2 separate regions of the Mus musculus genome follow, and region 2 is linked to region 1. Evidence: chromatin contacts called from public Hi-C data. All regions are on one chromosome and are shown on one strand. The core of a region is the stretch at or near the end of the contact, and the rest is flanking DNA. Distances in the headings are between cores, read along the strand shown. Region 1 overlaps Zbtb16 (zinc finger and BTB domain containing 16). Region 2 overlaps Zbtb16 (zinc finger and BTB domain containing 16).

Region 1 (6,593 bases), core at 1,910-4,409:
CGTTATCACAGAATAGTGTTTTTAATTCATCAATGTTCTAGTTAATGTCTACCTCAGCACCTCCTCTTAGCCTAATTCTAGGAGGTTGCCCAATTTTGTTTCTTCAATTTTATTGGTTCTTTTGGTTGTTGTACAAATCACTCTCCCCACCCTTGGCCCCTCCCCCTTTCTCCTCTCCTGTCTCTCCCCCCACCCACCCTCTCCTCCCCTCAGGTCCGACTCCCTCCCTCCAGTTAGCCCCATCTCACCACTCCCCTTGCCTTCACTTGCCTCCAGTCCAGACTGCTTTCTGTCCACTTGGAAGTGCGCTCCCCGTTGCAGCCGCTTACCTACCCACACCTGCCTTCCTTCTGTGTAGATTGATGCATTTCTTGTTAACTTCAGTGTTTCTGACAAGACTTTAAAAAAAAAAAAAAGGAAAAAAAGTGAATTTACTGCTGCAGGTTTTTTTCTCCATGTGTCACCAAGTGAAGTTTGTGCCTTCTATAGCAAAGAGAATATTTTTTACATCCTACTAACAGTAGATTTTTTTGTAGTGAACATTTTTTGTATTTTTATTTATAAGTCTCATAAGAAAAATAGCGATGTTCAGTTGTATACCTTGAATCTGCAGTTAGAAGAGAATAAAGTTAACTCAGTTGTCTCTGGCTCCAAGTGTCCTTTTTAAAAAATGTGCCTCGACCTCTTTCTTTCCTGTCTTGGGTGGGAACACACTGGAGGAACTGGGATTTCTGCCTGGAGATGAAGGCAGAGAAATGTTAATGTGTTAGTATAAGCCCTGATTGTTTTGCATTCTTAGTGATTTGGTGACCGGTGTGTGTGCACAGATGCACAGGTACACACACGAACATCTGCCATGGTGCATGTACGGCGGGGTGGGGGTGGGGGGGTGAGGGTGGGAGGTCAGAGTACAGCTTCTCGAAGTCTCATTCCACTGTGTGGGTTCTGAGGATCTACTCCAACCTTCCATGGCACGTTCCTTTGCCACTGAGCCATCTCAGCCCCACATTCAGCCTTTTTTTTTTTTTTGCATGACATTTTAATGCTACATTTACAAGTCACAAACCCAAGGATTGAACTCAGGTCATTAGGCCTGGCAGCAAGGGTCTTGGCCCACTGAGCCATTTTACTAGCTCCCATTCTTGCTTTTAAAATATTTCGGTTACATTTTATTTAGTGTGTGTGTGAGCGTGTGAGTATGTGTGCACACGCTCACACACACACCAAGCACATGTATAGAGGTTAGAAGACTAAAAGGTTGAGGAGGAGTTCTGTGTATGAATGGTTTTCCTGCACATATGTATGTGCACCCTATGTGTTCCTGCTGCCTGCCCTCTGAGGTGAGAAGAAGTTTTCAGATGCTCTGGAACCAAGGTCAGAAATGGTTGTGAGCCATCAGGCTGGGAATCGAGCCTGGGACCTCAGCAAGAGCAAGAAGTACTCTGAGCCATCTCTCCATCCCAGAATACAAAGGGAGTCCATTCTCTCTGTTTACCTTTGAGTCCTGAGAACCCAAGTCTGGCTGTCAGGCTTGGCAGCAGGTACCATTTCTCACTGAGCCATCTCATCAACCCAACACCCTTGCTTTGGGGTGTGGGTTGAGAAGCAGTGTTAAATGTATGAATGTCGTTTGACCTTGGAACAATGCACTAAGTGACAGTTTCATTCAGAAAAACTCTTGGCTTGAGTGATAGTTTCTGCACTGGGAATTCAGGAAGCAGCACTCCCGAAGCTGCCACGTTTTTTTCAAAGTGTGTGGTGACCACTCAGTCTCATGCAGTCAGTATGCGGGGGTCTAACCCTGACCAGATCAGATGCCAAAGGATGCCTGCTTTTCCCAGGCTTGAGGTACGATAGCCCTCTGTCTTCTTCACGGGGAAGCAAGCTTCGGAGTTGTCTCAACACAGAGCTTTCACCAGAAGGTTCTGTGGCAGTCATGACCTGTTGCATAGCTAGAGGTTTTCACTCAGTGGTATAGCACCTGCCTGACCTACAACGCCTGAGGCTCCATCTGGTCCCCGGCTGCAGGGGAGAGCACCACCTGGCTCATCTTCAGCACTAACTGCAGCTCTGCTCAGGCCCTGGATGCACAGCCTGATAACATCTCTGCCTTTCTTCTCCAGCGTCATGTCTTCCCACTAGACCCAAGTCACGGCCTCCATAGTGGGTCACTAACAGCGCTAAAACAGTGTAGCCTGAGTTCCTGCACTTCCACTGACACACGTGTGTGTGCATGCGTGTGTGTGTGTGTGTGTGTGTGTGTGTGTGTGTGTGTGTGTGTGTGTGTGTTTCCAGTTTTTATTCTCCAGGTCCTGGGTCTGTTGGCCTTCGGGTTGTTGAGCTGAGAGACTCTGAAGTCACACTAACCCTAACAACCCTCCCAGGAAGAGGCCCAGCCCATGGCAGGAAGCCTTCCATTCTTCCGAGCCCTAGGTCCTCTGTTGGTCCTCCTTTCCCGTCTCTTTCTCCTCATCTTGCACCCAGGTTTGCATCTCTCTTTGTCACTCCTCCGTTTTCTCCCCCATTACTCACTCTCATTTCTGGGATATTTCTTTTGCCCTGTACCTCACTACCACGTCACGTGTCCCTGCTTCTTAAAAACAAAAACAAAAACAAAAACAGTCCTTGGCCAAAGATGTATACGTTTTGATTGGGATCTGCTCCCCTCAAGCCTTGCCCCTCAAGCCAGCCCCCGCCCCGCCCTCTCTGCACTCCGTCCCTCCCCCTCTGCACCCCACCCCTTCCTCAGGCCTCAGCTTTCTCTTGACAGATGGGAGGGCAGTGGGCACTCCCTCTTTAAAACAACATTTAATCGCCGTTTTCTGTTCTTGGACATCAAAGCTGGGGCTTAGGCACTGCACTGGGGTCCCGGCGGCGCGGGCTCTTGGGGAGAGGAGGTGAGTGAATAGGAGCTGGCTGAATGGGCTTTGTGTGACCGCCGGGGTCTGCCTGCTTTACATGCTCTTTGACCCAGATATGATCTCATGGAGAGAAAGGGGCCCCGGCCAGGCCAGCCTGAGAACGCTCCTCCGAGGCCTGCTGCAGCCCCTCCTCCCTCCCTGGGCAGCGGGCCGCAGCTGCCCTCTGCCCCAGCCCGCAGCATGGGGAACTGCCTCTAGGGCAGGCCCCGCCAGGGGTGGGGGTGGGGCGGGGCACGAGGCTGAGGTCAGAAGAGGGGACAGGCAGCTGGACTGGAAAGATAGAGTCCAGGTTGGGTGGATGGGGATCATCCCACTTGTGCTCTTGGCTTGGTTGGCTGGGAGCCTCCTCTACTCACTACTTCCCTGCGGTCCCTTCCTGTCCAGTGCTCTCTGTCACTACTGCCGAGGTTCTGGTACACCCTTGATTGGCTCTCTTTTTAGTGGCTCTGGATGTCACTCAGGGAGCAGAGTTGAAGCCCAGAATTAACAGAAGTCTGCACAAGACCCACAAGAGTGTAGCTGATCAAACAAAGAAGAGTGAATCTAAGGACTGCTCCATCCTGCCAGCACCTCCTCTCCCTCCACCCACAGCCACAGTGCCTTCCGCCTAGCTGCCAGCAGAGTCCCTCTCGCCCCAGCATCCATCCATCCTTTACTCTTCCATCCTGCAGAGAATATATCCCCCCACCGCTCCCCCTCTACAGACAACTTATCACGTTTTTGAAAACTCCTTAATCACTCCTAGGATAGGTCCAAACTCCCCATGGGACCTCAATGGTAGTCCCTGCTTGACACCCCAATCTGTTCTTTAGATCCACCCCTACCTTGCTAGAGTCAATTTGATCACCAGGATGGTTTTAGAGACTTAGGGTCCTGTGCTCTGCGGCCTGTGTCACCCTGTTTCACCAGCTGAACAGAGCACAACGCAAGCTTCCTGGTCCTCTCAGCTTTCCCCGGGGTCTTGCTTCATCTCAAATGCTACCTTTCTCAGGAGACCTTCCCTAGATGCCTGAGACTGTATCGGGTGCCCTGCTATGCAGACCCTGCAACCCGCCATTTGTCACAGTGCATTACTGTCATCTAAGCTCTCCGGTGTTCCCTTCACCAGACATCGAGTTCCTTGAGGTTAGGAACCGTGTGTTCTATATCTTGGTGTTCCTAGAGCCTAACATTGCACTTGGCAGGTGCCCAATAAATCTTTGCTGAATACATGGAAGGAAAATAGAGGGAAGAAGAGAGGCAATTCGCTCACTGAAACTGAGGATGCAGTCGCCAAGGGTGAGGAAATGGAGCTAAATAGGAAGACGCCCCTCACATGCCCACCTAGGCATCTCCCCATGACATCAAGAACTGGTATCCATGCTGCAGGTAGAGTAGCTCAGTGTGGGCTCTTGCGCCTGTATTTGTTCCTAAGGTCACCTTAAAGGAAGAAGGCGTGACAGGCTCAGGACAGTGGCATTTTATAGCTGGGGACTACCTGGCTTGGTCCAGTCTAGGGTGAGCTGTTTCCACACAGACCGGAAGGCTTTGCCCCACCGGGAGGCCCTAGCTCTCTCTGTGCTCCCAGACCCAGAGCTACAGCTCTTTGGCCACTCCTTACCCGGAGTGCTGGCGGACTGACTCCCCTAGGCTGCTTTCTTTGCACCCCAGGGGTGCCTCAGTGAAAGTGAACTCTCTCATTTAAACCTGACTCTGCAGCCCTGCGGCCCCCTGCAGAGCTAATTACCCTGTAGTTCCAAACTGATTGCTGTACACTCAGCTTAAGCCCTCCTTTATTTATTTACTGACTACATTAATAGCAAAGCCCAGTGGCTTTCAGCTGCTCCTTGTTACACACCTCTGGCTGTTCTCTGTTGCCCAGCTTCTCTCAGCCTGACATAGAGCCCCCCGAACTTACCACCCTAACTGAATTCCCTGGACAAGATAATAGCGAGAGAACACGGTTTTGTCCACACCGTAGTCCTGCCACGCTGGGCTCCTTCTGTCTGACTCTTGGGCAGTGGGAGAGACAACAGCCAGAGCTCACCAGCTGGAGGGGTGAGTGGAGGGAAGGTGGGACGCCTTTCATCTACAGGACATGAAATGAATCTGCTTCCGTTCAGCACCACAGCTCTTGTGGAGAAGTACTGGCTATTGGCTCCTCTTTACAGGGGAGTAAACAGAGGCTGTGACACACACACACACACACACACACACACACACACACACACACACACACACACACACGGTCCTGTTAAGGGAAGAGCCTCCTCTCCATCCTGTCATCCAGGGTTGACAGTTTTGTTCTGTCGCCTGTTCTCACAGCACCCGCCCCTTGTCACCAGGAAGGAATCCCTCCATGTACTGAGTCAAATCCCACAATTCCTCAGGGTTGTCTGTCCTACTCATGTACTTGGCCAGAATTTGCTGGAAACCAGGGAACATTCCAGGGGTGCATTCCAGGGTGGGCCTGGGTCAGGTCTCATTACCCTGGTGAGGAAGCCCTGCAAGGACACTCAGCTACCTATGACAAGGTACCTCGCCTCCTTCCCATTCTGTGGTCCAGGAGGTTCACGGCTGCCACAGCCACCGACAGTTTCTCTGGTGCCCTCGAGTCCTTGAGTTTACACTGGGTTCTAGCCATGAGATTCGGCAGCATTCTGAAGACCGGAAGGGCCTCAAAAGGACCTCTGGAGTCAAGCATTCAGCCTCCACTTTGATTCAGATTCAGCTCAGTGGCTGTCCCATTGCCACACCTCTGAAGAGAAGGGACAGTTGGAATTTAGCAAGAAGAACCTCAATTCATAGTCAAAAGGACGCTGTGTTTTGGGCCAGCTCTGCCATACTCTGTTTGGCTTTGATTTTGTATTAAGGTTCTCCAAGGTCTTCTCTTCTCAACTGTGAGACGGAACAGCAATTTTTAGCCCATCTACCCTCAGGCACTTATGTCAGCTGGGTAAGACCCTTAGAAATCAACTTTGTAAAGACACCTATGACAATGTAAGCTATAAGGGGATGTGGCAGGCACAGGATGGCCTGGAAGGGGAGGTAGAGGCCTAGGTGTCTGTCTCTTCCTAGTCCAGAAGCCCCTTTGCGTGGCCTGAAATGAGCAGAATGCCTACTTGACAGCATAAGTAGGACTCTGTCTCCACCTAGTGGCTAGTGCTTGAAGGTGCGTATACTGCTCAGGCATCTGGAAAGTGACGGGTATAACTGTCTTGGTTGAGTGAGGATGGGTAAGCAGAGACTATGATTCACATGATACCAGGGGAGAAACACAACCTGATTATGGGAGGTCAAAAGGATCTTTCCGGGAGTCCTCCTGAGCCACTGCATCTTCACTCTTTACTTTTTCTCCCGTTGCACGCTTGGCGATTTAGATCCCAGTCTTCCCAACCCTCAAACGCTAATTCATATTTAACCCTCACCTCACCCGGAGGGATCAGCAGACCCAGATGGACTTCAAATCCTTAAAGCTTCTTTACCAAGGAAGGCCCAAACAGGCCATTGGAACTGAACACCACCTCCAGGCTGGTTTTAAGAAATGACAGGAGACTGTGTATGGGGACAGTGGGGCAACCTATGTCCCTGTGTTCCAGAAGCTTCAGAAAAATTAGAAATGAAATGCTGTGGCTGCTGCCCTGACACAGGACTGTCCCTCCAGGGCAATGTAAAAGCCTAACACTGTACACT
Region 2 (6,593 bases), core at 2,626-5,125, 110 kb before region 1:
ACTATCCTAAGCTGGAGGGGAGGGGTGAGTTACCACTCAGTTCTACCCAGTCCTTCTGGCCTGGGGTTGCTGGTTAGTACCTGGTTGGCATCCACATGGAACATAACACAGACTGCTTCTAGGTGCCCATCAGCACTTTCAGCCAGAGACTTCTCTGCTCAGGGAGAAGTGTTTCGGAATCCCTAGAGTCCACTTTGATCTTGGAACATAAAGATCACAGTTAATCTGGATCAGGTGCTATCCCTCTACAGTCTTAGCAATTGGGAGGCTGAAGCAAGAAGATCTTAAGTTTCAGACAATCTCAAGAAACAAAACAAAACAAAACACAGCATCTACAGCAGTAGATTAAAGTCTGGCAGGCCTCAAGAGGCTTCTCCTTTCACAGGTAAAGGTGGGTGAGATACCTTTCCCAGGACTTCTTTCTCTTCCCTTCAGTGACCCACGTGTAATGCAGGAAAGTGAGGCCTTTGTGGTTTCAGCTGTAGCTAGCTTGGTGGGGACTCGGTGAAGAGGAAGAAAGGCCTTCTGGCCTCTGAAACATGGTGGGAGTTCTTGGTTGGCATCAGTGGAGCCCTCCAGGAGTACGTGCTCATCTGGCTTGGATGCACAGTCTGTAGATGCCTGCTATGACTACAGTTACCTTAGACCTGGTGACAGGTCAGATCACAGTGTCTAAGAGCACTCTTACTTTGGGGGAACTAGCCCAGTGTGACTTCTCAGAGGGGGACAGAGACGCAACTGTCTGTCTCTCGCAGGTGAGCTAAGTGGCCTATATTTTTACCAGACTCCCCAGACTCCCAAGCATCAAGCATGGCTTCTGATATACTCAGGGGTACAACTGGTTTCTCGTGTGCCAGATGAAGACATACATCTCTTAAAGATGTATTTCATTTTTGATTATGTGTTGGAGCCCCCCCTGGAGCTACAGCTACAGGTGGTTTGAGCTGCCTGTCGTGGATGCTGGGAACTGTATTCCAGCCTGCTAGATGAGCATTATACACTTATAATCACAGAGCCATCCCTTCAGCTTCCCAGGACAGATTCTCTTACCAAGAGCAAGTCGGAAATAAGTGTTTGATATAGTCTGAATCTCAGCTTTACCCTTGCCTGCTGGGCTCTGGGAGCTCAGGCCTGTTCTACATCTGCCTCCTGGACTGCCCTTGGCGTTCTCCTTGGCTTTTGATCGGGTATTGTTTTGCATACCCTTTGTGGTTACGTCACTATGAAGCAGAGCTGTCTCTCCTTGGGGAAGCTCTGTACCTTCCCCACCCCTTGTCTTGGTCTTCAGACTCAACAGTAGCAAAAGGCATGGTAGGGAATAGAAGGTTCTGGCATCCTTGCTCCTGGGCTCTTGTGAGGAAGAGCCTTCCAGATGGAAGTGCCTTGGGAAAGAAAAGGAAGTGAAAAGAGATGAAGAGGCTACCCAAGGCTCTCTGCACATCTCACCCTCCCTGGGCAGGAACTTGGTGGATGTATTGGTTGGGTACACAGAAGTGATACAAAGAGGATTTCGAGATGACAATTACGTATTTATATGATGAGACGGGAGGATTTTCAGGCTTCTAAATCCTTGCAGCTTGCTTGTGGAGAGAGGTTGGAGGCTTCCAACAAGGCCAGTGCCTTTGAGTTAGACTGCATGTGTCTCTTGGGAGGGAGATACACATGCCTGCTCACTCTGTTACTTTATTTCAGCGAGCTTGGCTGTGTCCCTCTCCATGGTCAGAGCAGGGTGGGTTCTGTGGAACAGACAGTAAGCAATGGCATTGGAGGACAGTGTTGTGAGTCTTGCTGAGGTTTCCCTCCTGGCCTCAGAGAACAGGCCAGAATCGGGGGTGAAGCACTGCGTGGCAGTCTGAGCACATCATCTTGTTCTGGTGATGAAGTATAGACCGTGTTCTTCTCTGCACTGGTGAGGACCACTTAGGCAAACACAGTAGTTCTTCATGAAGTGGGCTCATGAAGAAGGTAGCAAGCAAGGTATGCTGTGTTGAGTACAAAATGAGGAACCTGAAGGGTCCAGGCTAGGAGGATGCACGGCAGCTGTTGGCTGGCGTCACTCTTTATGCCTGTGCCCCTAAGTTGGTGGTGTGGGGAAGGCAGGAGGTGGCTCTTAGGGCCAGGTATGGATTATAACTGTGGGGGTGGGGGACAGACTGTGTGACTCAGGGGTGGGTAGCATTTGCTATTTCAGTCTTGGTAGACTTTAGAAGTTTGCAGCAGAGGCCAAGGAAGGATGTAAGAACTGAAAGAAGGAGGGATAGAGGTTTGGAGGTGGGTGTGACCCCAGATGGCAATAATCTTACATATAGAAAACAGGCTATTTTTTGCATAGGTTGCTTGGAGCTTCCACGCAAAGCTGCTGGTATTCTTCCTGCAGCCTTAAGCCTCGGAACTCCCTCTTCTTGTCACCTCACCTCTCCCTTGTTCCTGTTGGGTATATAATGTCTTGTGTTCCCTACTTGATTATAGACTCTTGGCAGACATAGCCCAGTATGACATGTTCCTTTGAAAGTCCTTCACTGCGATTGGCCCCATGCCTTGCGTTATTAGACGGCTTGAATGGCCAGAAAGACCACTGCTCATTCCTTTCTTCTCAGGGGAGCGGCTCATGTATACTCCCAGTTTTCTTGCCTGTCTCAGGCCAGTTTCAGTCTCAAAAAGAGGCAGAGGCCCGCCTCTTCCTCTTCTCAGAGTGATTCTGTAAGGATTTATAACATGTGCATCAAGAAACCGTGCGTGGTGAGCGTGTAGAGATGGAGCAGTTGCTGCTACGTGGAAGATCATACTCCAACACCAGTGGAGAAACTTGGAGGCCTACACTTAAAAAAGGGAAAGAAAAGTGGTGTGTGTGTGTGTGTGTGTGTGTGTGTGTGTGTGTGTGTGTGTGTGTGTACAGGCATGTTTGTTCTCACACACATATGCAGGTACCTGATGAAGCCAGAAGGGGACGTCAGAGTCCTCTGGAACTGGAGTTAAAGATCGTTGCGAGCCACCTGATGCGGGTGTTGGGAATGAACCCCAGACCTCTAGAAGAACAGTAAGCACTCTTAGCCATTGACCTGTCTCTCCAGCCTGCCGGCTGCCACTTTTGATTCATAGTCTTTTGCTACTGACTGGTCAAGGTAACTCTCCAGTTCTAAAGAAGAAACAGGGCCAGCATCCAATTCCCTGGCGTTTCTTGGTTTCCTCTTTCCTACTGGTTATTGTTACTGTACTTCCTGCCTGCCGGCTCCTTTGTGACGGTGGATAGTTTGTCCAGGTGCCTGTTTGGGTTTTCTTTGGAGATGGGAAAACCTCAGTTTACTATAAAACTTCCTAACGCTTCTCTAAATGGAACGTGCTTGCTTCGTGGGCCCCTCCACGTTTCAAATATTAAACAGCTATCTCCTGGAGACTTCTCCTCCCCTCCCCCCACCCCACCCCTCAGAAAGCTCAACCAGATGGTGAGAGGTGGTGTGTGGAGGTGGGTGGGGGCTGCTGACTTGACCACATGTGTGTGGTAAGGGTTCTAGGGAGGATACCCATTTCTGTAATATATGTATGTGTGTGTGTGTGTGTGTGTGTGTGTGTGTGTGTGTGTGTGTGTACATATATATATATATATGTATGTATGTATAAAACTTACTAGGTTCCAGCTACAGAACAAGACTGAGAGTGTTGGCAAGTGGCCAAGCACAGTAACTGGCAGGAAGGGCCTGTCACTTCAATATTCTCGAAAGAAATCCAGTTTTCCATGAATGGGAGGCTGTGGAGGAGGTTGGAGAAGCAAATGCCTGGCTTGTCTCCAAGGCCAGATGTTCTGTAGTGCCATATGTCATGACGGGAAGGCTAGCATTGGAGCTTACAGAGCACGTCAGGCCCATGCTCTTAGGCTACCACAGCCCTTCTCGAGCTTGCTCTTCCTGCTTTCCTGGCCCGCCTCTGTGGTCGGAACCCTTCCGAGCCACTCAGATCTGCTGCAGTTGGCGAGTGTCCAGAGTGCTGACCTTAGCCGGGACTGATTGCTATGCTGCTGGGCAGTGCCTGCTGGATCCTTGATATCTGCTCAGCCCAGTCTTGAGACCACTTCAAAGGAGGCCTTTGCCAATTTTATTTTTCTTCCTCAGCCTGGGTTTTGTGGTCATTAAGATGCGGCATCCGAATTGCGAGACTCTTGTTTTCAACGGTGTCTTCACTTCTTCTCTCAGTGTCTGTTTTCCCCTCTTTCTTTCCATCTTCCCTCCCTCTCTCCCTCCCTCTCTCCCTCCCTTCCTCCCTTCTGTAGGTGGTGTGTGTGTGGGAGTGTAGGTGGAGGCCCAAAGTTGGCATCAGAAGTCTTCCTCAGTCACTCTTTACCTCATATTTTGAGGCAGAGTCTCACACTCTTCAGCTAGTGGATGACCAGCGAGCCTCCGAAACCTCCTGTCTTCAGACTTTGTAGGTTCTGGAGAGAAGGGACGCCGAGTGATCTTGCTTCCCACCATATTGAATTGGTAGCACAGTCACCTGCTAAAGGGACAAAGTAACATGTCATGGCCCTTCTACTGCACACTCTAGCTGACATCTCTGCTGTGTGGTGGTGGTGGCATGCTGAACTGAATAACAGAGCAACAACAGGATAACAGACAGAAGCAAAGGCTCTTTTGGGCTCTTTCAGGTTTTCTACCATGGTCGTTTATAATCCGTGGAGCCAAGGACCTTTAGAAATAGAAGCATCTTCTTTCACCATCTTAGGAGCATCTTGTGTTGCCATTTTGTTCTGCAAGGCTGACCTAATGACTATCTTTGGAAATATCGTCATTCTCAAGTTAGAATTTGGGTACTTCATTCCTTTCTCCGCTTCCGTGGTCCCTGCCCACACCAAACCTTCTGCTCCCAGCTAACTCCGCGGTTCCAAGAAAGGTTTTGGTGGCTCTTCAGTGGCGTAGCAGTGTGAGCAAAGTCCCCATCCTCTTTGCCAGGATCCTGCCTAAGCCAGCCTAGGTTACCACTTCTGTTCCTCCTTTTCCGTGAGACCCCTTGCGATGAGTCAGACTAGTCTCCTGAGTACTTGGCTACCATGGCTCAAGTCTTAGACATACAGGGGGGTTTCCATTCTTGGCACTACCTGGGTAGAGAGAGCTATTCCGTGTAGAAACCAGCTCTGCTCTGCTCTCTTCAGTGCCATTTCAACTTCAGCACCCACCCTTTCTCTGTTCCTCTTTTGTACCCCCATAACATGTTGGACATATATGGATTTTTTTTTTTGGCATATTGACACATCAACACTTCCTCCTCTTTGGATCCCCTCTGTCATTTTCTCTACCGTCAGTATCTTTTGTCCAGGTCTGTGTCTTGGGGCTACATTACTGGTCCACAATACTGGGACTTCAGGCTGATCAGGGAGCAAGGGTGTCTCTTCCTGTCCTTCAGCCCACGGTTCTCATCTCTGTGCTTGCTCACATGCGGTCCTTCCTCAACAGCCTAGTGCAGTACTGCTGCTGTTTCTGCCCCTTCTCCTAGGTGAACAAACTGAGACTCCCAGTCTACCACTGTAGACCTGGGGTCTGTGTGTAGGGCGTTGTAGCACCAGAATCTGGCTTCTTAGCTTATTGGACTGCCTTAATGGTACCATGCTCTCTCTCCTGATCATCTGCACTGCTGTGGGCAAGCAGAGTTTTTTGTTTTGTTTTTGTTTGGTTGTTGTTGTGTTTCAGTTTTCTCCTCAGCAAAATAGAAATAAAAATAATTGGTGCTTCATACGATTGTCTGAGGACTGAGTGTTCAGAGTAGGGCCCTTGTAAGAGCTTAGCTGTGTGTCATACAAGCATCTATTCGTTCTTCCTTACTGACATCATCTAAATATTATTATTTGTAATTTTTTTTTAAAATCACCTCTTGTGTGTCTCTGGCCTCTTTGTGATGCTGTGGCTAGGACAATCCAGGTCTCTGCACATGGTAGGCAAGTCCTCTTTTGACAGAGCCCCACCAGAGGTGCCTGGGAGACAAACTCGATTGTGATGTCTTTGTAGCAGATGTTGATCTCAGGCTTGACTTTGGCAGTGTCCGGCCTCAGCAGGCTCAGCAGTGTGTGGCAGAGGGTAGCTGGGGGTAAAACATGGCAGTGCTGGGTAGAGGCTGCAGTCCTCAGCCCTCCTGTTGCTGGCAAACTTTTCCCTTCCCACCCCCTTCCCGGTAGCTCTGTGCCCTGCCAAGCATGTGCACAAGCCTTGAAATGACAAAGTACCCTTTAGTTAATTGCACAACGGATTGCCTAGAGTTAAAAGTTCTGATTTATATGACTATAGCTCTAACTGCTCAATAACACAGGCCTGTAATCTACTTTCATTTCAAACAGAACGGTGATTTATAGGGCAGCATGCCGCTTTAGCTCAGAAATGAGGTGTTCAACATATGCTCTGTTGACATAAATTTGGAATTTATCGCTGTTGTCAAAACTGCCTGTTGGACAAAGGTGGGTATTAAGGCAATAAATGGCTCAGAATAGTTTTCTGTCACATTTCCTAACCATTGTATTCAGTCTATTTGAGGGAAAAATATATACTTAAAAGTAATCAAATGTCCAAAATCCATGCATCTTGCTTTGAATGGAGAGGAGAGGGAGGATGCAGGGG

The links. A called contact is a pair of places that touch in the nucleus more often than the background predicts.
Region 2: a Hi-C map of cerebral cortex shows a contact between it and region 1, with 2.3 times the contacts expected there. The contact joins two enhancer-like sites. A contact is called at or near these places in 3 of 484 Hi-C or Micro-C datasets (3T3-L1-derived adipocytes, cerebral cortex and nephron progenitors) and 1 of 9 other capture datasets (embryonic stem cells).

The regions. Positions count from the first base shown.
Region 1 is chr9:48,645,852-48,652,444 of GRCm38.p6, reverse strand. Zbtb16 (zinc finger and BTB domain containing 16) reads left to right here. Exons shown (of 7, transcript NM_001364543.1): 7 at 1-648. Among named protein-coding and RNA genes, the nearest start is that of Gm32280, 21 kb to the left of the region's middle. Within about 2 kb of position 3,159, at least 101 of the 459 cell types and tissues checked have an H3K27ac peak or open chromatin away from gene starts, as enhancers often do. A contact at or near this core is called in cerebral cortex, where this site is marked.
Region 2 is chr9:48,757,888-48,764,480 of GRCm38.p6, reverse strand. All of the region lies in intron 2 of Zbtb16 (zinc finger and BTB domain containing 16), which reads left to right. Among named protein-coding and RNA genes, the nearest start is that of Zbtb16, 75 kb to the left of the region's middle. Within about 2 kb of position 3,875, at least 95 of the 459 cell types and tissues checked have an H3K27ac peak or open chromatin away from gene starts, as enhancers often do. A contact at or near this core is called in cerebral cortex, where this site is marked.